Regions from separate parts of the Gossypium hirsutum genome. Here regions 2 and 3 are each linked to region 1. A link is a contact called in public Hi-C data. All regions are on one chromosome and are shown on one strand. The core of a region is the stretch at or near the end of the contact, and the rest is flanking DNA. Distances in the headings are between cores, read along the strand shown. Region 1 holds the start of LOC107947743. Region 2 has its middle 79 kb from the start of LOC121231746. Region 3 has its middle 15 kb from the start of LOC107945895.

What was found. Hi-C and Micro-C count contacts between places; a contact is called where the count stands out from the background.
Region 2: a contact with region 1 is called in a Hi-C map of leaf, with 2.1 times the contacts expected there. The contact joins the enhancer-like site here to the promoter of LOC107947743 in region 1. A contact is called at or near these places in 3 of 34 Hi-C or Micro-C datasets (callus and leaf).
Region 3: a Hi-C map of leaf shows a contact between it and region 1, with 2.7 times the contacts expected there. The contact joins the enhancer-like site here to the promoter of LOC107947743 in region 1. A contact is called at or near these places in 2 of 34 Hi-C or Micro-C datasets (both in leaf).

Annotation. Positions count from the first base shown.
Region 1 is chrA06:91,969,453-91,974,562 of Gossypium_hirsutum_v2.1, forward strand. It overlaps LOC107947743, which reads left to right and starts at 2,321. Exons shown (of 2, transcript XM_016882274.1): 1 at 2,321-2,374; 2 at 2,419-3,585. The coding sequence starts at 2,321. The coding sequence ends at 3,585.
Region 2 is chrA06:92,216,277-92,221,386 of Gossypium_hirsutum_v2.1, forward strand. No RefSeq gene overlaps it. Among protein-coding and RNA genes, the nearest start is that of LOC121231746, 79 kb to the right of the region's middle. Within about 2 kb of position 2,130, at least 1 of the 9 cell types and tissues checked has an H3K27ac peak or open chromatin away from gene starts, as enhancers often do. A contact at or near this core is called in leaf, where this site is marked.
Region 3 is chrA06:91,736,443-91,741,552 of Gossypium_hirsutum_v2.1, forward strand. No RefSeq gene overlaps it. Among protein-coding and RNA genes, the nearest start is that of LOC107945895, 15 kb to the left of the region's middle. Within about 2 kb of position 2,644, at least 1 of the 9 cell types and tissues checked has an H3K27ac peak or open chromatin away from gene starts, as enhancers often do. A contact at or near this core is called in leaf, where this site is marked.

The DNA of each region.
Region 1 (5,110 bases), core at 1,071-3,570:
AAAGTAGTATTGAAAGTTCGGAGCATACCGAATCTTCAGGGACTTATCAACAAGAATATAAAACAAGTTATCGAGGGCATGGTCGTGGTTGGTCTCGAACCAGGGGCCGTACGAATGGTCGTGGTTGGTCTCGTTCCAAGCCCCAATGCCAATTATATGGGAAAATTGGACATTTAGTCCAGACTTGCTATCACAGATTTGATGAAAACTATTCTGGTGTTAACTCTAGTCATACTGTTTCTGTCAACTATCATCAGGTTGGAGATCAAGGCGCATCTTCTTGTTCTCATGGGTGTAGCTCTTGTTATCAGCCACTGTCATCGTGTTCTCATCAGCCTTCACGAACCTCGTTTGCTGATAATACTAACCAAGTATGGTATCCAGATTTTGGTGCGACAAACCATGTTACTCCAAATGTGACTGCTCTCACAAATGTTGTTCCTTATACAGGTATGAAACATGTGTCGATGGGGAATGATGTTTCAGTTCCTATTTCTAATGTTGGGAACACTAGTATGTTGGCTGGGTTTAGACTTTTGCGCCTACGAACTATTCTTCATGTACCAACTATATGCAAGAGTTTAATGTTTGTTGGGCAGTTTACAAGAGATAATGATGTTTACTTTGAATTTCATCCTTTTTTGTGTTTTGTGAAGGATATACAGACAAGGAAAACCCTCCTAGTGGGCCACATGTCTATATCAGTTCAATTTTTCTGGCTCATCTTCTCGTACAGATGGTACATCCTCACAGTCAGTCTCAGCGAATCTGTGTACAGCATAACAATTATCACTCCTGGAGTTGTGGCATCAAAGATTAGGACATCCTTGCTCGAGTGTCCTTAGAGTTTCTTTAGAAGATTGTAATATTCAGTTCAATAAAAATAGTATTACTTCTGTTTGTTCAGCTTGTCAACTAGGCAAAGCTCATAAGCTGCCTTTCAGCTCCTCTCGAACAGTGTATTCTTCACCTTTTGAACTAGTAACAACTGATGTTTGGGGTCCTTCACATGTCAAGTCCAATGGATTTCTTTACTATGTCTTCTTTGTGGATGTGTATAGTAGATACATTTGGGTTTATTTTCTCAAGTCCAAAGCTGAAGTTTTTCAATGTTTTCTTCAGTTTAATCAAATGGGTCGTGTTCAATTTGGTTACTCCATCAAAGCTCTTCAATCTGATGGCGGTGGGGAGTATTGATCGCTCTCAAAGGAGCTTGCTCGCCTTGGTATTCAACACCGGGTAACTTTCCCTCACACCTCGAAGTAGAATGGGGTGGCTGAAAGGAAGCATCGGCAAATTGTAGATGTGGGGTTAACTCTCTTAGCTCAGGCAGGCTTACCTCTAGAGTTCTGGTATTATGTTTTTTCTTATGATGTGCACTTGATTAACAGGCTACCAACACCTGTTTTACACAACCAAAGTCCTTATGATATGTTGTATCAAGTTAGGCCATCCTATTCGTACCTCAGGGTTTTTGGATGTGCTTGTTATCCCTATTTGAGGCCCTATCATCGACATAAGCTGGAGTTCAGTCCAGTCAATGTGTGTTTCTTGGAGTGGTGTCAAATCAAAAAGGGTATAGATGCATTGCCAGTTGTGGTAGGGTGTTTGTCTCCAGACATGTCACATTTGACGAGGCGTGTTTTCCTTTCAAACAGGATAGTTCATTTGGTTCTCTTTTCAGTCAGTTCAAAGTTTTCAGCATCAATCTCGCCTTCCAGTGGTGTTGGGTAATACATCTCCTCCTACTGTTTCTCCTCATGAGGAAGGGATTACTCCGGTGTCATACGATAGCATAAGCCAAACTGATAACTCGTCTGGGTCTTGACGTTCTCTCACACCACCAGAGTCAAGACACTCACCACCAGATTCAGGACACTCATCACACTCATCTGCATCTTTTGAACAGCATCTACTCCTGGGAAATACTCACCCGATGCAAACGAGATCTAAAAGTGGAATTTACAAGCCTAAAGTGTTCACGTCTGTTCTAGAAGATGAGGAACCTACCTCCATTACAGCAGCTCTCCTACATCCTGCATGGTCAGCAGCAGCGCATGCTGAATACAAAGCCTTACTTGCAAATCATACTTGGGACGTTGTGCCTTTACCTCTAGGTCGTAGATTTTCAAAATCAAACGTAATGCCGATGGTTCAGTGGCTCGGTACAAAGGACGGTTGGTAGTAAAAGGGTATCTCCAAGAAGCTAGGGTGGACTTCCAAGAAACCTTCAGTCCAGTGGTGAAACCAACAAACATTCGTGTGGTTCTAGCTCTTGCTGTCTCGATGGGCTGGTCTCTCAGACAGGTCGACATAAATAATGCCTTCCTCAGTGGCGATCTCCAAGAGGAGATTTATATGGAACAGCCAGCGGGTTTTGAAAAATAAAGAGATAACAATCAACCATTGGTGTGCCAGTTGCGCAAAGCTCTTTATGAACTCAAACAGGCACCTAGGGCCTGGTTTCACAAGTTAAAAGAATTCCTGTTGGTCACTGGTTTTGTTGCTTCTAAAGCCGAAAGTTCACTCTTTATTCAACACTCTGAATCACAGCTACTGTATGTGCTAATATATGTCGATGACATAATCGTTACTGGGACCAACTCTCAAACCATAGATGGCTTTGTTCGAAGACTTGATGCTCAGTTCTCTTTGAAAGACCTTGGCCAACTAAATTATTTTCTAGGTATAGAAGTCCAATATACCTCTACTGGAGTGTTTCTTAACCAAAGGAAATATGTTCTCGACCTCCTACAACAAGCAGGTATGGATAAGTCAAATAGTTTACCAACGCCCATAGTACCAACGTGTCAGCTGTCTGCTCATGAAGGGAATCCTGTTGATGATGCTCATCTCTATCGGAGTATCGTTGGGGCATTGCAGTATGTAGTGATAACTAGGCCCGATGTAGCCTTTGCTGTCAACAAGGTGTGTCAATTCATGCACCGACCTCTTGATGTGCATTTTAAAGCTGTTAAGAGGATCCTCCGTTATTTGCATGGAACACTGGATCATGGCCTGAGGTTCACAAAGTGCTCCAAGCTGTTACTCGAGGGATTTTCTGATGCTAGTTGGGGAGCTGACGTAGATGATCGCCGGTCCACGTCTGGTTATTGTGTGTTTCTTGGTAGAAATCTGGTCTTTTGGAGCTCGAGGAAGCAGCAGGTTGTATCACGTTCGACTGCAGAGGTTGAATACAGAAGTCTCGCCCATGTTATTGTAGAAATGGTGTGGATACAGTCGCTGTTAACCGAACTTTGTGTTTCTCACTACGGCAAAGCACTTGTATGGTGTGACAGCTTCGCAACCGTGGCCGTAGCAGGAAACCCAGTTCAACATTCTAAATTCAAACACGTCGAATTGGATCTCTTCTTTGTACGGGAAAAAGTTGCACAAGGCCTGTTCCAAGTTGGACACATTCCAAGTCAAGAACAGGTGGCTGACATTTTAACCAAGCCCTTGTCAGCAGTCCTGTTCAAAAAATTTAAAAGTCAACTTCGGGTTTCAGTCAATGAAGCTAATGCCGGGGAAAGGAAGCAAACAAGCTCGGGGCATGATAAGAGAAAAGGGTTAACAGTCAGTTAGTTAACTAGTTAACTAATAGTTTGTTAGTACGTCCTTCCACCTTGTATTAAATACTTGGATGATTCACTAATGAAAGTAAGTCAGTTTATTGAGGTTTTCACTCCCATGTGTTAGTATCTTGACATTTAGTGTCCAAAACCCCAAAAATTATTTTTTAATAGAAAAAAAAAGGTGGTGCCTGCTATTATTTCTCATAACCAAATTTTAATGTTCATTTCAAAATTTTGAATTAATAACATTTTTATAAATATTAAATTTTTTTGGATTAGATTGGTAAAATAGTCCCTCTATTCTGGGTAGGACAACGTTTATAATATAACTTCTCTTGAACCCACCTTACTATCTTTCATTTGCCTTTACTCTTCTTGTTGTTCCTGCAAATTCGAGTCCATTGATCTTTCCCTAGGCATGGTTTCCAAGAAATTTAGAAATTATTAAGTCTATTATAATGGTAAACTAAAGAGAAATAGTTGGCAAAGTACGCACGTGTAAACAGTGTTTAAGTTAATGGGCGACCAACACAATCCCAAAAGGGTATGTGAATAAGATTACAGCAGAAGCCTTTTGGACAATGACATATTAGCAAACGATTAATCCATTACCAACATCCTTGGCCGTGCATCTTAACTAACCCATGTCTCTCTTTCCCTTTCTATTCTATTAGAAATGAAATTTATCACAAACCAGTTGTTGGAGTCAGTGAAGCCTACCTTATTTGAATTGAATGCTCCAAAGCTCCTTGAGAAGAAATCGTAGGGCCATTTGTCGGATTGGATAACTCAGTTGGCAATGGCAAATATGGGGCTCAGAAAGTTCAAAGCTGGAGTTTGGAGGTGCCGGTTTTTGCAATGCAATGTTTGGATCACATTAGCTGTCTGCTTTCGTTTGGTTTTTCTTCACTTTGATGTGTTTCGACGTCAATTATTACTAAAAACAAAACCCACCAATGTTTATTGGTTTTTTTCTTTCTCCAAGCACAATCATATCAGAAAACTTTTTAAAAGAAGAACCTGTCAACCAACATTATTATAATAATATTAACTATAGAAATTTAAATTTGGTAAACTACGTTTTAGTGACTTATGTTTGAAATATAACGTTTTAGTCACTTACGTTATCATTTTGTTATAAAATGGTCATTTTACCGTTACGATCTATTATCTCCCAAACGATAGTCCAACGTGGCAGTTAAAATGTGTTTTAAAATATTATTTTTTATTTAATTAAAAATTAAGTAATTTACTTGGTTGGACATCTACGTTGGTATTTAAAACTTATTTTAACTGTCACATTGGACTGTCGTTTGGAAGGTAACAAATCTTAATGATAGAGTAACCATTTCGTAAGAAAACAATAACGTAAGTGACTAAAACATAATATTTCAAATATAAGTGATTAAAATGTAAACTGAGTCAAATAAAAGTGACTATTTTAATAGTCTACCCTGTTAAGATAGTGTTGACTTTAACATTTATAATTATTTTTTTGAATAGATAGATTTGTTGGATGTTTAATTAGTAGTGAA
Region 2 (5,110 bases), core at 880-3,379, 250 kb after region 1:
TCTCAAATTTTGTTATAAGTGTCTCAGATATTGTTATGAATGTATAACAATTACTTCTCTAAAACATAAAAAATTTTAATAGACAAATGTGACTGTTATAGAGAGGGTTAATTGTATTTTTTTACTTATATATTATGTAATTTACATTATATGAAAGCTATATAAATAATACTATAATGTAAATACTAAAAATTAATATTATTAATATATTATAATTTCTAAATTTAAACACCTAAAAAATTCAAATGTGATATAAATATCAAATGTTGTTATAGATGTATAACAACTACCTCTTTATAACATCCAAAATTTTAACAAACAAATGAGATTGTTATAAAGAGGGTTAACTATATTTTTTTTACTTATATATATATGTGTTAGATCATAAGGATCAACTCGAGATCACCAATAGTAAAGTTAAATAGGCCTTTGAGATATTGTGGTGGAAGCAATAAAAATTTTGCAACAAAGAACACAGTGATTTATAGTGGTTTGGCCCCAATTGCCTACTCCACTACCTTAGCTCACTATAACTAAGGATTTTCCCAAATTTACTAATTTGACAACCTTTGAGGACAAGGTTTAACCTTACAGTCTCCTTTAAGATTTATACCCCAAAATCTTAATATATAACTCCCTTAAGGTTTCTACTCAAACCTTAAGAATCAACCCTCTCTCAAAGAGAAATAAATAAGCAAACAAAAAAATAATCCTTACAAGATCAGAATGTTTGCCAATTAAGCACAAATACAAAGAAGAACACTTGAGCTAAATGAATACAATGAAAGCTCACAAGTGTTTACAAGAAAATGTATGAAAGATTTAAACTCTAGGTTGTTTTGATTTATCTTTAAGCTTTGCATATTGCTCTTCTTGTTGCTAAATCTTTGGAAGATAGTATTTATACCCTCTAATTGATTTCCAACTGTTGTGGTTGTTGTAAAAGTGAATATAGCTATTAGGGATGAAATACCAGGTCATAAACTTCACATGTAGCTACGAGTATCGATACCTACTAAAACAGTATCAATATTTTTTGTAATTGATGCAAATTTTAATGACCGTTGGAGCAGGAATATCGATACCTGAGAGATTTATCAATACTTAGCAGAGGTTACAAATTCCAGAATGTCAATTTGGTATTAATTAACAGAGGGGTATCGATATCTTGTAGAATATCGATACTTAGACAAAAAGCATTGATACTTTTTATCCTGGAGCAATTCTAACTTGTTTGAAAATGATTAAAACATATTTGAAAATGTTTGACTCAATTGAAACCATTTTAACTTGATTTTATGAAATTGCTCAACTTTACTTTTATTCAAAAACACTTTAATTTGTTATATCAAAACATATTATCCAATAAGGCTTAGTTTAACAATATGTTATGTAATTTACATTATACGAAAGCTAGATAAATAATACTATAATGTAAATATTAAATAAAGTTAAATTATTAGTATTTAAAAATTTAATAAAATAAAATTTATATAAATTTATTAAATATTAAATATTAAATAAAAATTAACATAATTTTTTATTAAAAAAATTTTAAAAATAATATAATTGAGGGTAAACCCTAACTAAACTATGAAGTTACTAAAATATCCTTACTTTAAAGGTTAATAAATATTATTATAAGGTTAGTTTCAGCATTTTCATATTTTTATATAATTTTCAAAAAAAAATGGAAAACATTATTTAAGAATCAAACACTAATAAATTTATATAAAAAACTCTTGCCATTTTACTAATAGTCATTTAATCATATATTTTTATAAATGTACTGTTTTAATGTAAAATATTTTCATTCACCTCTATTATGGGTGTGATAAAATCTAATAATTAATTAGGATAACAACTATGTATATAGTTGTAATTTAAAAAATATATATGTAATATTATTACTATACATTGATATTGACCTGAACTAGCTTCACCTCAAACATAAACACCTCTCATATAGAAATATACAATTACCATGGTTCAAATCTAAATAGACATGTTTTTCTTTTTTTATATTTCTTAGATAAGATTGAAAAGGAGTGGATAAGTGGAATACAATATTTGGTTACTTTGTCCCTTTCTATCTCCCATTGTCTTTGGTGATATAAAAGAAATTTGGGGTATCACATTCTGATGCTATCATTTTGTTTTTAGATGTTGTTTGGCCCATCTTTCTTTTCTCTTACCCATCTTATTTTCCTCTCTTGTATTCCTATATTCACAACATGCAATTCATATTTTAATATAAAAAAATTATATATTTCAAGCTTTCAATTTTTTAAATATTATTTTACAATTTGTATTCGAGATTTATATTGTTTCTTCTAATGTCTCCCCTAAAAGAATAAAATATGCATTAATATTACCCAACATTTGAAAATATCTATCCAATTATTTCTATGTAAAGTTATATATCAATTCATGAAAATATTAGTTGGTAATGGGGATCAAGATGTAGAAAAGCATCATCATCCTCTCAATAAAGATGATTGGTCAGTGGTCAGTCTCATTATCATGAATACATTTTTGACCCCAAAATATCAGCGTGGATATTTCCACAGCTTTAGCCTTAAGTGCATAAAATATCTGGATAGTGAAAAATCACATCCACAACTAGAAATCCAATTTGTTTGGTCGCAAAAGAAAAAAAATATGCACATTGGCAAAAAAGTCATAACAGTAAAGAAGAGTGGCAGGAGTACTGTAAGAATGATCTCACCTAAATTATAAGTTGCGGTTAATGTTTTTTCCATCCTTCAATTATGTAGTTAAAAATTTGATTTTTAGGCATAAAAATAAAACATATTTAAATTAGATGTTTACTTATTTAAAAAGTAACTGTAGCGGAGAGAATAATCGTTGCTACTAAAATAGACACCATAATTCTAAAAAAAAAAAAAAAATCAACTTGAAAAAATAACCCAATTTCTTTTAACTAATCAAACATTTAATTTGAATAAAAAAAATCACTCTGACACTTATATTATTTTTTTATCAATTTTGGCTCTTGTTCTTTTATTATGTATATCTTGTTGCCTCAACTTAGATTTCGATTAAGAAAAAGATTAAGTCAACCAATAATAAACTATCACGTGTCAAAAAAATAAAAAAAAATTAAAATTTAAAAAAATTTAAAAAATTTAAAAATTTATCAAAAATCATAAAAAAAATCTGAACCCAAAAAATCTAAAAACTTAGAAAATCTATTTTTAAAAAATTGTAAAACTATTTTTAAAATTAAAAATATGCAAAACTTCAAAAAATCAATTCTCATAAAATTTAAAAGTGGGTCTGTTTAGAATTTTGGATTCTCTTTTTAATAAAAATATTATAATTGCATGAAAATTTTGAAGAATCTTATTTATTGAAAATTTTAGGGACTTTTTTCATTTGTTTAAAATTTTGATTTTTTTTTTACTGAAAATTACCATAAAATTCTTTAACAATTCTAAACAATTCTAAAATTTTCTAAAAAAACCTAAAATTCCAAACATAATTTTTATTTATTTTATTTTATGAATTTTAAATTATTTTTGAAGCTTTTCATATTTATAATTTAAAAAATATTTTTTATGATTTTCAGAAACAAATATTTTTAAATTTTTATAATTTTCTAATTTTTAAGATTTTGGGTTTTTTCTCGAACTTTATTATTTTCAGTTACATTCTAGTGTTTTTGATATTTTAAAAATTTGTAAGTATTTTTTTACTTTTTCTTGACAATTGGCAATGTGTCATTGGCTTATTTAAAATTTTTAACGAATATTTGGGTTGGGGCAATGAGGATTACAGAATAAAAGTATAGAGCCAAACTAATAAAATTAGTAAAAGTACAAAAGTGATAATTTAACTATAATACATATGCGAAATGGTATTAAGAAAAAAAGCACGAAGGTCATATAATTAGCCTTATAATTAGTATAGTGCAAGCGCACTCTAATTGGGATATCTTTAGATTGGGAAACCAAGGTTAGGTAGTAAGTCTGGAAAGATTCACAATTTTCAATCCTTACCATATTACCTTGATTGTAAAAGAAATAAGACAATTGCATGAGTGATTCTATTTAAAAGACTAGACAGATGTATGTGGGCAACCCTCAAAGGAAGGATTTAACGCATAGATAGAGTGACAAGGGAACTATTAATGTTGTGTTTTATACGAGCAATGACCTTATAGAGAGCCATTAATTTCTTGCATACTTAATTCAAAAGATAAGTTGATAGGTAACATCATTGAGAAGAAGCATATTTTTTTATTCTCGATGCACTAGTCACTCAAACCAATATTGGACGGCATTCACATACTAAGAGATTAGATTAGATGCAGTGAAACCTTAATGTTCAAATGATGTCTACGAAAGTAAAGCATAAAGAGTAAATTTTGAGTGTGTGTAAAGTATAATAAGTTGACTAAGTATAAGAATTCTTTGAGCAAGATTATAATGCCCCGGTTCTGAAGGGCATAAGGTCTGACGTGGTCTTTGAAATTGGTGAATTGGTAATTACCCAAATGCTATTTTTGGTGTATAACGAGGACGGACATAGTTGTGTGTTCAGGATGTTGAGAGTTCCATACCAAATCATTGTGTTTTGATAGAAGAATGATGGAGTTAGGTAAATAGATACTAAAGGTATGAGCCCACGCCAAAAGTGGTACACCCTTTTCCCGTGGTACTGTACAAGTTATGTTAAAAAGGTAAATTGGTTAGGAACTAACTGAGCGAGAACTAATATAGTTAAAAGTAAAAAGGGAAAGTACTCAATTAGTTTCTTCAGAAGTTGTAGATCCTTGATAAGACAAGATAGTAGTGATGTGACATTTGTCAAGTTCTAGTAAAAACTTGGACTATATTAATAGGTCTTCAAGTTGAAATAAAGGGAGATATTTTCTTTTCTTTTGAAAATATTGAAACCTAAGGCTGGAGGAAAGGAGAAACATTTTTCTTTAAGATGAAATCGAAACTTTGGATTCTTCTAGAAATTTCTCCATGTTGAGGTGAGTTTTATGGCTCTAAAAGATAGACCGACATTGTAACACCCCTAACCCGCATTCATTTCCAAAATAGGGTTATGGAGTATTACCAGACCAACAGAATAGTAA
Region 3 (5,110 bases), core at 1,394-3,893, 230 kb before region 1:
GTATGATTAAAGAGTAACATTTGTGATTTTTTAGTTAATTCTTTTAATATTATATGAACACGTTAACAACTTGTGTTTTTTTTTGTGAAGTCTAAAATAAATATTATAAATTTTAAAAAAAAAAACCTTTTTTAAAGTTGGAAAGAGTTAGGTGTTATGGATTTTCCCTCTAATTAGTATGAACTTTTTTCTATTCTAACTCTAATATATGATGTGTGAGTTAGTTGTATTTATTAAAAATGGCTATAACTGTAAATTGCTTCAATATAATTACTTTGAATAAATTCTTTTTCATCCTTATATATTTACATTTAAATTGATAATGTTAAAAACAATCTGTTTGCTTGAAGAAAAGAAATATTTAAATATTTATAAAAATTCAATATCAAACTCAGATTATTAATATAATGATATTCTATCAATTTTAGTGAAGTTGTATAGTATTTTTTTTATTTTTTATTTTGTAAATTAGTTAAAATAAAATAATTGTACAATAAGTTGGTTGAGTCTTAACTTTATTAGCATGAGTATTGTTTTCAATCTAGAAGGACATGGGTTTAAATACGCTGAAATGCATTATCCTCCTATTTATGGGTTAGGGAGGGATTATGAGTAATTTTAAGCATTATCTCAAAAATAATATTTACGAACAAAACCTATAATGAGATTGTACAACAAATTATTTTTCTACTAGAGATTACAATATTAGAGGTAAAATAACATATTTACTTGCTTAAAAAACCAAATGTAAATTAAAATAATATTTACTTTATTATATTATATTTTATTATTAAAACTTAAATCTAAGAGTGGAACCATTTTAAATATAACTAAAAAAAGAATTATTTTGAAATTTTAAAAACTAACCCAAAATTTATTGTTTCCATATTTGTTCACATTCCTTCTTTTATATTATACTAGTTTTCTTACTCAACAATGCATAGGTTTAGTTGTAGATATTAATTTTATTATTAATGATGGGTATTGAATCCACCAAAAACAAATCTTACACCTAAAAATAAAATATAACAATCTCACAATAAATGTTTTGATAGTGTTTGAATTTCTCACAACTAGTGCACTTTGTGACCAGTTCTACGCCCAACAAACTTGCAATTTTGCATAAAATTAAGGAAGGGGATTAAAGTATAATGAAATTAAATAGAAATAAGAACACAGTAAAATAATAAATAGAAATTGATTTTTTGAAATAAAATAAAATAAATTGAATTGATGAATGTTCCAATCTTGGGTAGGACGTCGATCTTAGTTCCAAAATTGATAACGGACTATGGATGTCTTATTGCTCACTGGTAAATTATTTATAATGATTGAGGATGCCTCAACCACCATTTCTTCTTTAATCTTAAATTAATTGTAGAACCACTAAATGATTAACTCTTACTAAACGACTGTCAATTTATTGATTGTCCATAAAAACCCCAAATCGATATGTTAACTATGGATTTAGAATTTTGAAGTCTCCTATCTATTTTTTACAAAATCAATATAGTGGTGCCAATCCCAAATTGTCAATTATTGTATCGATTTAAAGTTCTTATGCACAATTCATATTATTTCAAAAATTAAATTTTTTTTAAAAAAAAAAAGCCAAAGAAGAGAGAGTGAGAGACAAATGGAAGGCATCCAAATAGTTTTGTAAAAATAAAAATAAAAGGACCTTATAAAATTAAAAAGATTAGGTCCAAAATTTTGGACCTCAAATCATTAGCAGGAAGTGTGTGTATATTTTCAAACTATATAATCAGTGATCATTAACTATATAATCACCTCAAACAATTAGATTTTCTGAGCATTCACATTATCAACAATAATTTTAAGTCAGACTTCATTCAACCTATCAACACCCATGCCATCCTCCTCCAGTACCCTATTTATCTTCATTCTCCACTAATGACTTTGTTAGCTATGTAGTCTTCCTTTTCGCTTCAAATCATCATTCTCCTCTTTCATTTCTGCCAAATCTTATCCGATTTGGAATATGAGTTTAAAATTTTAAATTTTACTTAAATCCATTAGTATTTACAAATAGTTAATCCAAACTCATTTTAGGTCTACTTATATTATTTTTTTTAATGTAAATTTTAATAATTTTTTTAATTAAAATTTTATATAGCCATCTTAACATTTTCTAAGATATACATTACAGTTGCTTATGTATTACTATATATTTAATTTTCATATGTTATAAATTAATAATTTATAAAATTGGTGAGGAATCCACTTATACCGATATAAAACTTAAATGGTTTTACACTCTTTTGTAACTTTTTATACCGATATAAAATTTTAGATGCATGACCAATACAAACATATTGACAATTTCAATGGTTGGATAAATTACGGAATTGTGTAAAACCGCATAAGTTTTAAACTGATTTAAATGGATCCCTTTCTTATAAAAATAATATAATATAAAAAATTATAAAATTTAAAAAATGAATTAAATTCGACTAAACTCAAACCTTAAATATTCAAACCTAAATCCGATTAATATTTTATACGGACTTAAATTTTTACTAATCTAATTTTTCTGGCTTATTTCATCGTACCCCTCCAAAATTTGAACGGCACTTGAAGGACCTCGGGATCACCATAAAGCCCTCTTAGAGCTTCGATAGGCTAAGCCCATTTCACCAATACCAAGATCTGGATAGCCCGTATGAAACGAATTCCTCATACCCATTATCTTTCTAGCTTGTGACAATGATTCTGAATTTCCCATGGCTTGGCATTATGTCTATTAACTACATCATCTTCTTGTTTATTCTGTGATTGTTCATCCATTTGTTGTTGCTTCTTCTATGTATTCCCAGATTGTGCAACGAAATCAAGTCTCCTCATTGCATTGTCTGCATTAGCCATGAACATGTATCTATGAAATCCAAATCTTTTTTGTGGGATACTGAAACAGGAAGAGAAAGTGCTCTCACCGCAAAGCGAACCTTAAAATATCTCCTACATGGGTTTAAAAGTAGTCATTTTCTCCAAATTTATCTCTAAAGAGGAAAAATCTTAATTAAATTAATAAACTTTGATTTAGTGTATCTATGCATATTCCCTTTTTCACTTAATTTGTTGAATAATTAAACAATGAGATTGAATTTAACTAAAGATTTGGGAATGAGATTGTTACTCGATTTATGAGTTTGGTCTGCCGGAATTTTTATTTTACTCTCAAACTCGTTTTCAAAAATAAAAAAATATTTTAAAGTTGTTAAAATTTATGTTTTAGTTATTACTAAATTATTTAAAAGTTTCTGTGTAATTAAAAATTGTTATTGTATAACATTCTCTATTCGTATCGATTATACCAGCCGAAAGTTCTCATTTCCCTTTTTTACTTCAATTCATTTTTTTCACAAAACAACTTTGAACATTGTAAATCTGCAAACCAAAGTCTAAATAGCTTTCCTCTTATTTCTGACACAAATCGACTTGGACTTAAGACATGTTCTTTTACTCATCGATTTGCACTACTCAACCGTACCGATTGTCAAATCATCACTTGAAACTTGCTAGTCAAACTTTTTTTTTTAAAGAAAAAGCCTTAACAACTTAAATAAAAACTTTTAAACAGTATAGTGATCATTTTAAAATTTTTTAAAGTTGAGTGACTAAAACATAAATTTAATAATAATTTAGTGACCTTCAGAATATATTTGAACTAATTTCAAATTATAAGTAACAATTTTATTAAAAAAATAAAAGTAATATTATATCCTAAAAAAATTACTAATAATTAACCTGTAAATAACAAAAATATGAATTTCTTAATATATTTAATAAATTATTTTTTTCTCAGAATTTAATTAATTAAATGTATAAAAAAATAAAGTTCAAAAAGTATTACATTCATATTTCAAATATATATATATATATTGCATTTGAAAATTAAAGCGTGAGTGCTCCACAAATGTCAAGTTTTGTTGCTCAACACTTGGTGGCTTGGTTATTTAAAAGTCTAATTTTAAAACTAGTTTGTATGATAAATTTACAAATTATTTTTATATTTATTATCAAATTAATTTTTAAAATATATATCTGACCTATTAAAAAAATCTTGATATTTTTTAAAACTATTCTCAAACCTATAAAAATTTTAAAATGTTTTATATTTATTCTCAAATCTATAAAATTATTTTTTTTCTGAATTAATACATATAAATGCGATTTTTACATCAATAATATAAATTAAATATCAAAATAGGATAAGGGGATTAATATTCACGAAAAATAGGCAAATACAATAGTAAATAATTGATTTCGCCTGACCAATCGACGGCACCGCTTTCTTGTTAAAAAAAATTAAAATTTTTGGGTGCAGCCTGGCCAACCAACGACACTCGTATATAAAATCCAAAATAAGATTCTTTATAACAGTATACACATAAAAAGAAAAAATATTTTTTTATTGTTGTCGTTGATGTGTCAAGCAACACTCTATTATTTTTAATGAAATATTTTTTAAGTTGAAAAAATACACTGATATAATAAAATTTATCGGGTATTGAAACTCAAACCATAACTGACGAGTAACATTCGCGGCAACCCGATGCTGCCAGGTTGTCGGACGGGTCACACTCGCCTGCAGCACCGGGTTGCCACAGAAGTGACCCGTCAGTCATTGGTCCGAGTTTCATTACCCAAAAATTAAAATACCAGTGTTTTTTTCTTTTCAATTTAAAAAAAAAATATTTTATTATTTTATTATTATTTTTTATTATAAAAGGAGGTTGGTTTGGTCCCCCAACCCCCACACATCAGTTCTTGAGTTGAAGTGAAAAAAAAATTTGAAGCTCCTCCCCTCCCTCGTTCGAAAATTGCAATTAAATTTCTTCACTGGTATTTTAGAATGTTAGTACTAATTGTTTTGACATTTTAATTTTTTATATTACAATTTATTTTGTTTGCTATGGTTTAAAGAATAGTCAAAATTTTTTTCTTTTTAAATAGTTAGTTATTTTATTATAATTTTGTATATTTACTTTTGTTGTTATTTTATTAAGTTTTTTTGTTCTATTTTTGCAATTTCAAAAAAAAATGAAGAATCAATTTTTTGTAGCAATTCATTTTGATTGTGTTATTT